Regions from separate parts of the Mus musculus genome. Here region 1 is linked to region 2. Evidence: chromatin contacts called from public Hi-C data. All regions are on one chromosome and are shown on one strand. Each heading gives the region's core, a stretch centred on a gene start, on an enhancer-like site or on the middle of the called end of the contact. The rest is flanking DNA. Distances are from core to core; before and after follow the strand shown. Region 1 overlaps Epb41l4b (erythrocyte membrane protein band 4.1 like 4b). Region 2 holds the start of Tmem245 (transmembrane protein 245).

Evidence for each region. A called contact is a pair of places that touch in the nucleus more often than the background predicts.
Region 1: a Hi-C map of LSK cells shows a contact between it and region 2, with 1.6 times the contacts expected there. The contact joins the enhancer-like site here to the promoter of Tmem245 in region 2. A contact is called at or near these places in 3 of 484 Hi-C or Micro-C datasets (B cells, LSK cells and nephron progenitors), 1 of 115 datasets of contacts at active chromatin or transcription factors (embryonic stem cells) and 2 of 9 other capture datasets (adipose tissue and liver).

What each region holds. Positions count from the first base shown.
Region 1 is chr4:57,024,455-57,030,669 of GRCm38.p6, reverse strand. Epb41l4b (erythrocyte membrane protein band 4.1 like 4b) reads left to right here. Exons shown (of 25, transcript NM_001355492.1): 19 at 2,994-3,061. Among named protein-coding and RNA genes, the nearest start is that of Gm34738, 23 kb to the left of the region's middle. Within about 2 kb of position 2,494, at least 38 of the 459 cell types and tissues checked have an H3K27ac peak or open chromatin away from gene starts, as enhancers often do. A contact at or near this core is called in B cells and LSK cells, where this site is marked.
Region 2 is chr4:56,943,397-56,949,272 of GRCm38.p6, reverse strand. Tmem245 (transmembrane protein 245) reads left to right here and starts at 1,844. Exons shown (of 18, transcript NM_001369260.1): 1 at 1,844-2,428. The coding sequence starts at 1,862.

The DNA.
Region 1 (6,215 bases), core at 1,245-3,744, 81 kb before region 2:
AGTCTACTGTCTATACTTACATTGTGAAGAGTACATACTCGAAAATATCTTCATTCTCTACCTACATATATAACAATCTGTATGATTTGAATCCTCCCAGAAGATGCTGTGAGAAACAAGAGCAGACTTACAGGGTTTCTTCCACTGGGAGGCCATGATGGAAACAGGAGGTATGGACCATGTATTGGAAAGCCGGATGGTCTGGTTCTGTCTGCAGTTCTCAACCTTCCTAATGCTGCGACCCTTTAATACAATCCTCCCGTTGGGCTCGCCCCCAGCCATAAAATTATTTTGTTGCTTGTTCATAACTGTGATTTTACTAATCTTATGAATTGCAGTGTAAATATCTGATGAGCAGGATGTCTGCTATGTGACCCCTGTGAAAGCGTCATTTAACCACCAAAGGGTTGCAACCCCTGGCTCAGGTTTGAGTCCTGATCTGTGTCTTAATGATGTCATTTTTTTATTTTGGTTAGGTTTGGTTTTTTTTCAAGACAGGGTTTTTCTGTGTAGACCTGGCTGTCCTGGAACTCACTTTGTAGACCAGGCTGGCCTCAAACTCAGAAATCCGCCTGCCTCTGCCTCCCGAGTGCTGGGATTAAAGGCATGCACCACCATACCTGGCTAGTGATGTCATCTTAAATTCATGTATTAACTCCGCGGACTTCAGCTGTTTTGTACGGGATGGGGATCAGCTGGGTCTGGCAGTATACACAGGAGTCCCAGGCACTTGGGAAGCTGATACAGAAAAGTCTCTACGATCCAGAGCTAGAGACCAGCTTCAGACAACAAGGGGCTGAAGAGACAGCTCAGAGGTTAAAAACCTTTTCTTTGCAAGCTTGAAGATTGGAATTTGGACCCCAGCATGCATATACAAGCCAGGTGTGATCCCATCCACACCTGTCATCTCAGCTTGTTGGGGAGGCAGAAGGGTTGCTGGGGTTGGCTAGATACCGGCCTGGTTGAAAAGCCACTAGCTCCAGGTTCAACAAGAGACCCTCAAAGGTAGATAGTAATGAAGGAGGACACATGACTCCTTTCTCTAGCCCTGCATACCTGAACACACACATACACCATACACCCGTACACATTACACACTCACAAATTAAAGAAACCCAACAAAACAAAACAAATTAAAAACAACCTCCCTAGGTAACTGTTAAGATTAAAGAATAGCACGGAGATCCTGACGAGCGTCTCACATCACCTCAGGACATACTGGTAGGAACAATCACAGGTTAAAGCTAGGGAATTGTTGGGGACACTGACTGCTCTGGGTGATGGCAGTTGGCACTTTTTACAGGACAGCCAGGTTGACGCCTTGCCTCAAATTGAGTGATTGCAGGGCTGGCAGGGTAGCTCAAAGGATGAAGGCAGTGGGTGCCAACTCCGGTGACCTGAGTTCCATCCCTAGCAACTACATGGTGGAAGGGGAGAGCCAGCTCCCCCAAGTTAACCTTCGGCCTCCATGTGCGTACTGAGCAAGTGCACACGCAAGCACACACATATATACATAAGTATAGTAAGTAAGTGAACCTCAGCTGTCTCAGGTCTCAGTCGCATCTGATTGTCTTACCTGCTCTCCCACTGTCATTTCTGTATATGCTGTTTGTCCTATCACCAAGCAAATAAAACTGTACATGTTTTATAGCCTATAAAGTTGATGTTATGCATATCAGGAAGGTCTGCTGTGTTCCCAGAGGCCTTGCGCTCACAGAGCAAGATCCAGGTTTCTGCTATAGAAGAGGTACTATGTGTCAAAAATAATTCATTTGAGAAAGTGTGGAAAAGGAGGGGATATAGACCCAAAGAAAAGAAAAATATACTGGCTCAGACAGATAAAAAGGAAGGCCCTGAAAATAGTGGAAGAGGAGAGAGGAAGGCGTGAGATCAGTAAAGCCGGGAATGCTGGCCCTGCAGTGCTCACCCATCACTGTAGGAAGGATGCACCCACTCACCCACCCTCCAAAGCAGCATATTAGCCACGTATAGATTTTGAGAAGTCCTCAAGGAAACCTGCTCTATTTTCCTTCTTTCTAATGGCACGGGCTACTTTGTAAATGGCTCCCACTCTCCTCCCCCGAACTAATGTTCTCCGGAGCTACCCTAGGAATCCCTGGGTTGGTGTAGCTTGAGAGTTTGTGGTGAAGAGCTGCTGTATGCAGCCCAGCATCCTGCCAGGGGCTAAACACCAGTTCCCTATGGGGTCAGCACAGAGCACAGGTGTATGGAAAGGAAGCCAGAGGTACTGTCTTGTTTCTGGCTGTAGAAAAGACCCTGACAGGAGCTGTCTCTGGATTCGTGTGTGGACTGCTGTGTCCTCCCCCCACCCCACTCCCGACCCCCCTGTCTCCATGACATTACTGAGCGTCCATTCAAAGCAGAGGCTGAACACAAGGGCTCTGGGTGGGGCATCTTCCCCACTGACTGCCCGTGTACATGCTATTCGGCTGGCTGTGTGGGTGTCCTTTCCTCCCTTTTCATTCTCAGGGACTCACCAGAGGAAGGAAGACAAGACTCGTATTAAAATCAGATGACATCATCCCTTCCGGGATTGCTCCTCTGATATACAGGACTCCAAGTTCCTTTTAAAGCTGTAACTGTAAATGCTACGCAAACCTGTAGCCCATTCTCGTTCTTGATACACAGAGTGCCGGAAGGGACTGAACTGTGGGGTTGCTTTTCCCACACGTTTCCTTTCTCACTAAGGCAGGAGCTGACACATAGCAAGTGCTCAATAAAAGTATGAATGCAAGCGTTGATTGAATGTTCAGTTTCCGCGCCTTAAGCCTCAGTAGCAGAAATGACTCAAGGAAACTTTTTTGTCGTTGTTATTTGCTGTGAAAACAGGATAACTTTGTGATTGACTAGACAACCTAATGAATTAACCTCTGTGGTCCTTCCTATTGCTACAATCCTTTGGATGCAGAAGACCTGAGAGCATTTTTACATGCCAAGCTGTTTACATGTGATTCACTTGTTTTCGTTAACAGATTGGAAAAGAGGAGCCCTCATTTGTAAATATCAATAAGAAATCGAATCTCCAGGATACCAATGTCAGGTCTGTTGGTTCTTGTTTGAGTGGGGAAATGACACTGCATTATGTCGGAAGTGTTGCCCCACCCCCACCCCCACCGCCCTGCCCGGGGTGAGGGAAGGAGGGACAACCCGGGTGACAGAAGTAGAGAGGGAAAACAAAGGGGAGAGAATAGGGGCTCAAAGAAACCAGTTTAAAGACTTCCTGTTGCTTATTCCTAGCTTAACATTACTGCCCGCTGAGCTAGCAAAGAACCCAGCCTCCTTGAGTGGTTTCTGGACCATGTAGAGCTGACCTCAGTTCCCAGAGTGGCGTCATCATCATCGTTGACAATACAGGAAAGAGAACCCTTCCCCGTCTGGCTTCTGTTCGATGCTCTTCCTTGGGTTCTCATTTCTGAACTTTGTCAGGACTGGAATCACATGGATTCACATTGACCCTCTTAGCCACTATCTCCACACCCCATGCCTCAGGGGAATCCCGCCTCAGCCCAAATAACTGACAACATGTCACCAAGGCAGTCTTATTGGCATTTTGGTGGTCTGCCATCCTCTGCTCCTCAGAGTACTTTCCTCAAATGTACAACAGCGTCTCTTATTGACAATCCCAGGTCCTGGCTGCAGAGGTTAACTCAGTAGTAGAGAGCCTAGCATGCTCAAGGCCCTGGGTTCGATCCCCAACCACGCCAACCAGACGAATTGAAGTAGACTCTGGAGTCCCACCTTAGTCCTTGAGATCCTGTGTGTGTGGTTGGGGGTGGGGGGATGAGAATGGAAGGAGGACAGAAAAAGCATCTTAGTGAATGCCTGGGTATCCTAGGGAATGGTTATACTCAATGCTCAAAGCGAAAGCTAGCATTTCTCTATGTTGTCTTAATGGCAGTCTGTATGGGTCCCTCCTGGGCTTTACAGGGACTTATCAGGCTGAGGTCCAGGTCAGTTGGAGAGTACTTTTCTAACATATACAAGGGCCCAGGTTCTGTCCCCAGCACTGGGAAAAGCAAAACTAAAAGACCCTTTCCACTCTGCCCACCATCATTCCTTCATCTGTCTCCATTTTGGAGAACAGCACTATTATCTATTTCCTCCCCAAGCTTGAAACTCAAGAGTCCTTGTTCCCACCCACCCGCCTCATCCCCTCACCTAATTGGTCATCAAAACACATCAATTTGAGTTATATTATCTCATAGAAATCTGTTCAGGACCTTAATCCCTGCTCTTCCCAGCCATTCCTTGTCTCCTATTCTGGATCACTAATACCCTGACTCTCCCATCAATATGTCTTCATGGCTCTGAGGACCTTTCTACAATGCAAACCTCATAGTGCCCCTCCCCAGACTAAAACCTTTAGTGACTGTCACTGCCTTTAGAATAAACTACTCAGCCTGAGGTCCTCCCTACCCCTTACCCTTCTGCTGGGGCCCCTTTAATGTCAGGGTGATGGGGATGGTACCCTACATTCAGCCAGGCCTCTGCTGTCTCTCCCATTGGTGTCTTCCTTGAATGAGACAGAGAACCCTAGGATGGGGTCATTTTAGGCCCTAGGGTTCTGGCCTGAGGAAACCATGAATTCAGCATGTTGACTCAGAATCCTTATTTATTCTTTACTGTGTCCATCCAACAGACACTTGCTAGGGACCAACTGCACACTTTCCACATACTAGAAGAGGAAATGGAAGTGCAGAAGTGGCTTGCTGATCTGTCAGGGTCCCAGCTCAGGGCCTCAGCTGGGTCTCAAGACCTCTTTGGTGTTACTGAATTTTTTTTTAAATATCAAATTAGTCATGACCATAAAAATATATTAAAGATTTTTTAAAGTTGCTGTTTGGGGGCTGACGAGATGGCTTTAGTGAGTATCAGGTCCCACCCTCAAGGCTGAGGACCTCAATTTAGTTCTCAGATGCATATGGTGGGAGAACTGACTGCCGTAGGCCCTCTGCTCTTCAGCCTCTGAACACACATAGAGAATACATTTTTAAAAAAAGATAATTAAAAAAAACAGTTTTAAATGAAGCCATTGGGTCACCATAAATGATTGAGGAAAAAATAAAAGGAAACTTTAATATATTTTTGAATGAAAAAAAACTAAAAGGAATAAAAGGAAAAAGAAAGGATAGGACTGCTCCTAGCTGTGGCTGTGGCTGGGGAGAAAGTTTATCGTAGATGTGCAGGAGAGCACAGCCAGGGGCAGGGACATCTGGGGGAGTCCAGAGTGAACATGACCTTGAGCCAGGCTCAAGGTGAGGAATGGGGGAGGGGGGAACTAGGTGCCTCAGCCAGAGGACAAAAGTACAAAGAAAGCAGATATACAAAATAGTTGGGTTATATAGGGAAGAGCAGCCCAGCTGGGTAGGGTAGGCCAGCTATACCCTGTGACAGGGTCTGACTGATGCTGGAAGAAGCTGGCAGCTAGGTCTGTTTTGATATGTTAAATAGGCACCTCTGTCCCATGTTTGAAACTGAACATTTTTACTTTTCTCTGTGTGTGTGTGTGTGTGTGTGTGTGCACGCGCGTACCATGTATAGGTGCCCCAAAAGGCTAGAAGAGAGCATCAGATTCCCTGGAGACATTATTGGTAGTCTTAGGATACCTAGCATGGGTGCTAGGAATTGAACTCAGGTCCTTTGGAAGAGCAGCAAGCACTCTTAACAACTGAGCTGTGTCTCTCTTTTAAAAAATATTCTCATATACATAGTATTAGATTATTTTAGAGAGAATCCTAAATTTCTTTTGATTATATATTTTCACCATATATATGTATATGCATATATATATAATCTCAGTATATATATATATATATATATATACACACACACACAGTATATAGCTTCACTATATACTATAGTTACAGCCATTGTGAGCTACCAAGTTATTGGGAACTAAAGCTGAGTTATTTATGGGTTTTTCTTCATTCCCCAGCAAGACCTAGCCATGACCCAAACCCTCATATGAGGTAGGAAGCTTTGGAGGCAAGGCAGTTTTATTTGGTACCTCACCTATTCTGGTCTCTATAATGTTTGCTTGTTTATTTGATTTTGAACTTATCTGTATTTGTAATATAATTTCAGTTATTAAGTTAAACACTAAGCCAAGAACAGTCAGATTTCTTGACCATCAGAATCAGTAAGCTGAATATCACCTGAGAAGCCTAATACAAGAGCATTACCATTTTAACAAT
Region 2 (5,876 bases), core at 595-3,094:
CAGACCTATGAGCAAGATGGAAAGGAGAAAGGAATTCCTTTTCCTTCCCCACCCCCGCCTTTTACATCCAGGACATAGTTAGCAATGTTTCTTCATATGGAAACTACCATATTTATATTAGAACAGAAAGAGAAGACACGCTGAAAGTAATATGAAAGTTTACTGAGAACAGGAAATAGCTATCTCTTATGGTGGACTCCTCCCACACTGCGTACTCCATAAAGATGTAAAGGCCAGCTCTCTCTTTTTCCCTTCCTCCCTCTCTCCACTTATATCTCTTCCTTCTGTCTCTTTCCCAAATAAAAATCCTCTTCACTGTATTTTATAGGAAGCAGGCTTGGATCCCAACACTTTTTCCTTAGGGCGGAAGAACCCCCGCACTGCTCAGGGCTTGTTCTTTTTCCACAAGCACCCTGTAGTAAGAACTCTGATTTCCATTATCCCTTGCCAGAGAGAGCATTGCAGTGGGGAGCTTTGCTGACCTGACCCCCCAGGTACTAAAAGCAAAGAGTGGCTGTTTAACATTCTGCTATAGGTATTCTGAGGTATTTAGATTGCTCCCATACTGAGGCTCCTAAATCTGTATGAGGCACAAAAGGTTAATAGTCACAGCACATTATGGTTCTCTAAGGAACTTTACATGTGAGTATAAGAAAAGTTCCCTAGAAATTCAGCCATGATTACAGAGTCTGTAACATTTCAGCTGCTGCTGTAACCCAGGTGTCATCCATTAGGAATCTAGGAAGTGAGGAAGGCAAGGCTTGCCTTGTGTGAATAGTATTCTACCCAGCTGGAGGAAGAGGTGGAGCTCAGAGGTAAATTAGCAGGGATGGGAGGAAATAGGGCATTTCTCCGCGGCCCTCAGAGAGAGAGTGGAAGGGCTTACACGCTTAGGAAGACATGTGTGAAGCTCGGTATATATACACCGTTTTAATATCGTTTTCCTGAAGTCAGTCTTCATGTTTGTATCTACCCGTGTTGAATTAAATGGGACAATCACACAGTTTACCACTGATCTACACCCATAGCCTTTCAATAGATACTATCAAAGGGCTCCTAACAGGATCCCCTGTTCAGTTCAGTTAGCATAGACAGAAAAACTACAGAATAAGCGTCCACAGTGTTAACCTGCTTCACCTACTTGGAAGCTGTACGAGGCCAGGTACTTAATTTCTCTGCGCCCCTTGTTTTCTACAAAACAAGACTAGTAGCATCTCTGTAGGGGTGTTCTAAAGATAAAATGAGTTGGTAGGAGCCAAGCACCTAGACCAGGCAATAGCTACTTAAAACCCTGTCATATACATAAGAGAACACTTTAAAACGTGTTTAAGAGTGTGTATTATTCTTCCAAAGGACCTGAGGTCTATTCCCAGCATCCAAATAAGGCTGTTCACAACCTCCTGTAACTCTGTCTGTGGGGATTAGACACTTCTGGCTTCTTTGGTCACCCACACATGTTACATACACACGATTAAAAATAAGTATTTATTAAATAAATCAGTTAAACTAAGTCTGTGCATCAGTGTTTTTAGACATACAGCTTGTGTTTTCCATCTCTGAGTCTCTTTTGAGATCCTGTCTCCGGAAAAGTTGACATCAATTAAAGTATCCGCCCCCGCTCCCAACCCCATTTTCTTGGACCCCCTCAAAACTTGTTACCTGGTCCCTGTGGGACCATTGGGCCCAAGGGCGGAGGCATTTGCGTTCAGCCTCTTGGGAGTTGTAGTTTCCTTAGGTTCTGGCGCATGCTCCACCGCACGCTGGGAACTACAAAACCCACAAATCCTCGCTGCACCGCCCTCCTCCGCCTCGCGTTCCTCCCCCGCTCGCAGCCCCGCCCCTCGGTCCAGGCAGAGGCGCGATGGCCGACCGCGGCGGCCCTGCTGAGGCGCCCAGCCCGCGGGGCTCTCCCCGGCCAGAGTCCCGGGCCCCGCGCACGGTCGGGCCGGGCGAGACCCCGCGTACCGCGGCGCTGGCGCTGCGCTTCGATAAGCCCATCAAGCAGGCTTTCTACAACACGGGCGCCGTGCTGTTCGTGTGCCTGTGCTGCGGCGCCGCGGTGCTCGTGTACTTCATCCTCGAGGCCTTCCTGCGGCCGCTGCTCTGGGCCGTGCTGTGCGGCACTTTCCTGCACCCGTTCAAGAGCTCGCTCACGCGCCTGGGCCGCCTGTGGCTGCGGCGCCTGCACCGCGCGCACACGCCCATCGTGCTGGCCGCGCTGCTGCTGCCGCTCTGCTTCGCCGACTACGGCGTGGAGGCGCTGGGCGAGCAGGCGCTGCGCCGCCGCCGCCTGTTGCTGCTGCTGGGAGCGGGCGGCCCGCTGCTCTATGGGCTCTACTGCCTGGGCAGCTACCTGGGCGTGCAGGTGCTGCTGGCGCACGCGGGCGCGCTCATCTGCCGCGGCCTCGACTACTTCAGCAGCCTGTGGGTGAGTGAGATGGGGGAGTGCGTGCGAGGTTGGCGGGACCCGGGACGCCGCGACAAGGCGGCCAAAGGTCCTCCAGTGAGCGCCTTCCCACGGCCGAGGGACTTGGCGCGCTTCCTTCCAGAGAGGCGGGTGTGATTTGAAACCCGCCCTCCGCTAGGGAAAAGGTCCTTTGGCTGAGTTCAGTTCTTTCACCCTAGTTTGTGTGTGACTCTGGGCGCTTTCGAGAACTGTATTACTTATGTGGGGGCCATTGCGACCCGGTCTACGTTAGCAATGGACTGCGTTAAAGGAGAGAGATACCAGGTGTCAATCGAGGAACTTCAGAATTGGAAGGAATCGCAAAGATAATCTTAGAGGCGAATTCCTGACTCAGACTACGTCGCAGGCTGGTTAGTTCACATATTTATCGGGCAAGGTTAAAGTGAAGTGGTTATTTAATGCTTAAGAATCTTAAGAATGTTGGTTGGTAAACTACCACAGGGGCTAAGAATGCAACGCTGGAATAGCGAGATCCTAGACAGCGCGAGATCTAGCGTGTATACACCCCATACTATTTCACCTTTATTCACTTTGTTACTGAAAAAGTGAATATGCCCTGAGATTATTAACGTTACAAAGTAATTGCCTTTCTTTGCTAGAGCAGGTTTAAACTTGCCAAAGGTAGATTGCTAATTGGTCCCAGGATCATGAGGTCATCTCTTGGTTCTTGTTTAAAGTTGATTGAAGACATTGTCAGGTACTTTTCTTCGGGGTGTATAGGAGTACTTTTGCGGGGGTGGTGGTGCTGGGGGTGTCATGTGTGCTACTGAGTTGTACCTTCAGCCTCATAAATTAGCATATCCTAATGGAACAGACATACACAGAGGTAAGTGTACACTTCTCACAGTTGTGGGCCACAGGTTCAGTTAGTGTGACCGCCTTAAAGATGAATAGCTTACTGTCAAATCTGTGGCTGTCAAATCTGTTTGTGCTGGGGACCAAACCCAAGTGTTAGTGGGCTTGTGCTGTAGATACTGAGCTGTAGCTCCGCTCCTGTTGTTTACTCTTAAGTTAAATACAGGGGCCCGGAGGTTTTCCACTTGCTGCTCTTCCAGATGTCTTGAATTCTGCCCCTAGCCCCCATGTTGCATCACTGATAAGTCTCCTCTACTTCCAACTTCAAGAGCCCCAGCACCCTCTTCTGATTTCTCCAAGCACCTGCATACACATGAATGTTTCTTACCTATCCTTAAATAAAAATAATAAAAATAAATCTTTAAAAATAGTTTTTAAAAAAGGAAGCTAAAAGCAACTCAAGTTCACGCAAACTCATACATCTAATAAATTGTTGAAATTCCAAAAAAAAGTCAGAAAAAAAAAAGGAAGCTAAAATCAGTGTCCTTTTGTTGTTGAAGAAGTCAGTTTACGTGGATTAAATTCCTCGAATAAAAGACCATTATGTGTGTATAAGAAAAGTCCTCAAGAAATTCAGCCATGATTACAGATTCTGTAACATTTCAGCTGTCATCCATTCAGGTGTCATCCATTGAATCTAGGAAGTGAAGAAGGCAAGGCTTGCCTTGTGTGAATAGTATCCTTTCCAGCCAGAGTAAGAGGTGGAGCTCAGAGGTAAATTAGTAGGGATGGGAGGAAATAGGGCATTTCTCCTCGGCCCTCAGGGAGAGAGTGGAAGGGCTTACACACTTAGGAAAATACCTGTGAAGCTCAGTCTATATACCTGTTTAGTATCATTTTCCTGAAGTCAGTCTTCATGTTTGTATCTACCCGTGTTGAATTAAATGTGACAATCACACAGTTTACCATTGATCTACACCATAGCCTTTCAATAAATACTACTAAAAGGCTCCTAATACAGTAGTTTGGTCACAGTGATGGGAGAAAGGGAGATGAGGAGGGAGTTACAAAGCACAACAAGCCCATTATAAGAGACCGTTATGAGTGAATTAGAGCATGAGGACTAAGCTGAGCTGGGTGCCTGCAGGTTGAGCTTACCTGGCGACAGACAACTGTCAGAGTTGAGTTCTGCCAGTGCCGATAGGGGTCGGACGTGGATGAAGTGAGGCGTGTTAGCCTGCACCTGACACTGGTTGAAGCTACATGTAACCGGGCAGGGGCGTACCGTAAGTTTTCTATCTCCGAGGCCGCAGCGTTTGGTTTTGTGAGCCCAAGCTGGGCTGCCTAATGCAAAGCATCGGCCCTAATGCTTTATGACAACTTGTGAATGTGAGCCAGCATGACAGAGGCAGAGAGGAAAGTACCCTGTAAGCAGACCCACGTTCACGGGGCAGATGAGTCATATGTTCAAAGATCCAGCTTTTGCATGTGTCCTCTGTGCTAGGCACTGAACTAGCTTCTGACAGGGCTACAGCTGCACTGTGGTATCTATCAGTCCTGTCCAGCAGGAGGAAGAGACGTCAGATCTGAAAAACTAGAGAGCAGTCAGGTCATATTCTGAACCTGTTGCTGGCAGGCAAAGATCTGCTGGCAGTCAGAACTCCTGGTGCCCTTCAGGAAGGGCAAAGAACCTTTCTCCAAGCACATGTGTTTAAATCTTCAACTTAGGAGGAAAAACAAAACTGATTTCAGTTAAAAGGAAAAGTCCAGTGAACACAAAAATTGGACTAATCCCAGCTGTTGCCCTGGACTCTTAGTAGCTCATGCTGTCTCTGATTCTCCTGCCGTCTGTGCAGGTTTCCAGGTCCTGGCGTTTCTGCTTGCTTTTGGTGCCTCTGTTCACTTTGGTTTGTTAGCAGTCTGTCCTCATGTCTTCTTCCTGTACGCCTCACTTAAGCTCTTTTCTTTACCCTGGTTCCCTCCCAACACTGCGCCCTGGTTCCAGGTGAAACGCTAATCCTTCATGGTACCAGCAGTTCTTTTTCCACAGTTTCGGGTGTGTTGGAATATTGTCTTCACCTAGTGATTTCAGAATCACTAAGAAAAATGTCTTCTGATGTCCCATGCTCGGATTTCCCGGGTAACTTTCCCTGTGATGTACAATTGTGCAAGATAAGTGTGAAAAGTTACTAGTGTCCCCTGCTTCAGCCCTTTTCTCTGCCAGGAATATTTTGATCCCCTCTTTCCTTTTGTTTAGACTTGTTCAGGGGAAAAAGACCATTTCTAGTTTTTGCAGCAGCAGGTTTGTTTTCTCCGTGGCCCTGCCTCCTGTCTCTTTCTTTATGAAGAAGTAGTGTTGGAAACATTGAGGGCTGAAGGATCAGAGGACCTTCCTTGACTTAGAAACTTCGCTGTGGCAGTAACTTGCTTTGTGACCTGTGACCAAGGCCTCACTCTGGGCCCCTCAGCTCCCTTGCTGTGCAAATTGAAGGGCTGGCTTGAATGATGTCTAAGTCCCCTTGAGCTTAGTTCAGGGCCACAAGAGCCTCTTAGGAAGTGCACCCTGGCCAGCCAGCCTCTCAGGGAGGGCTACACCCTTCCACTTGGAAACCTT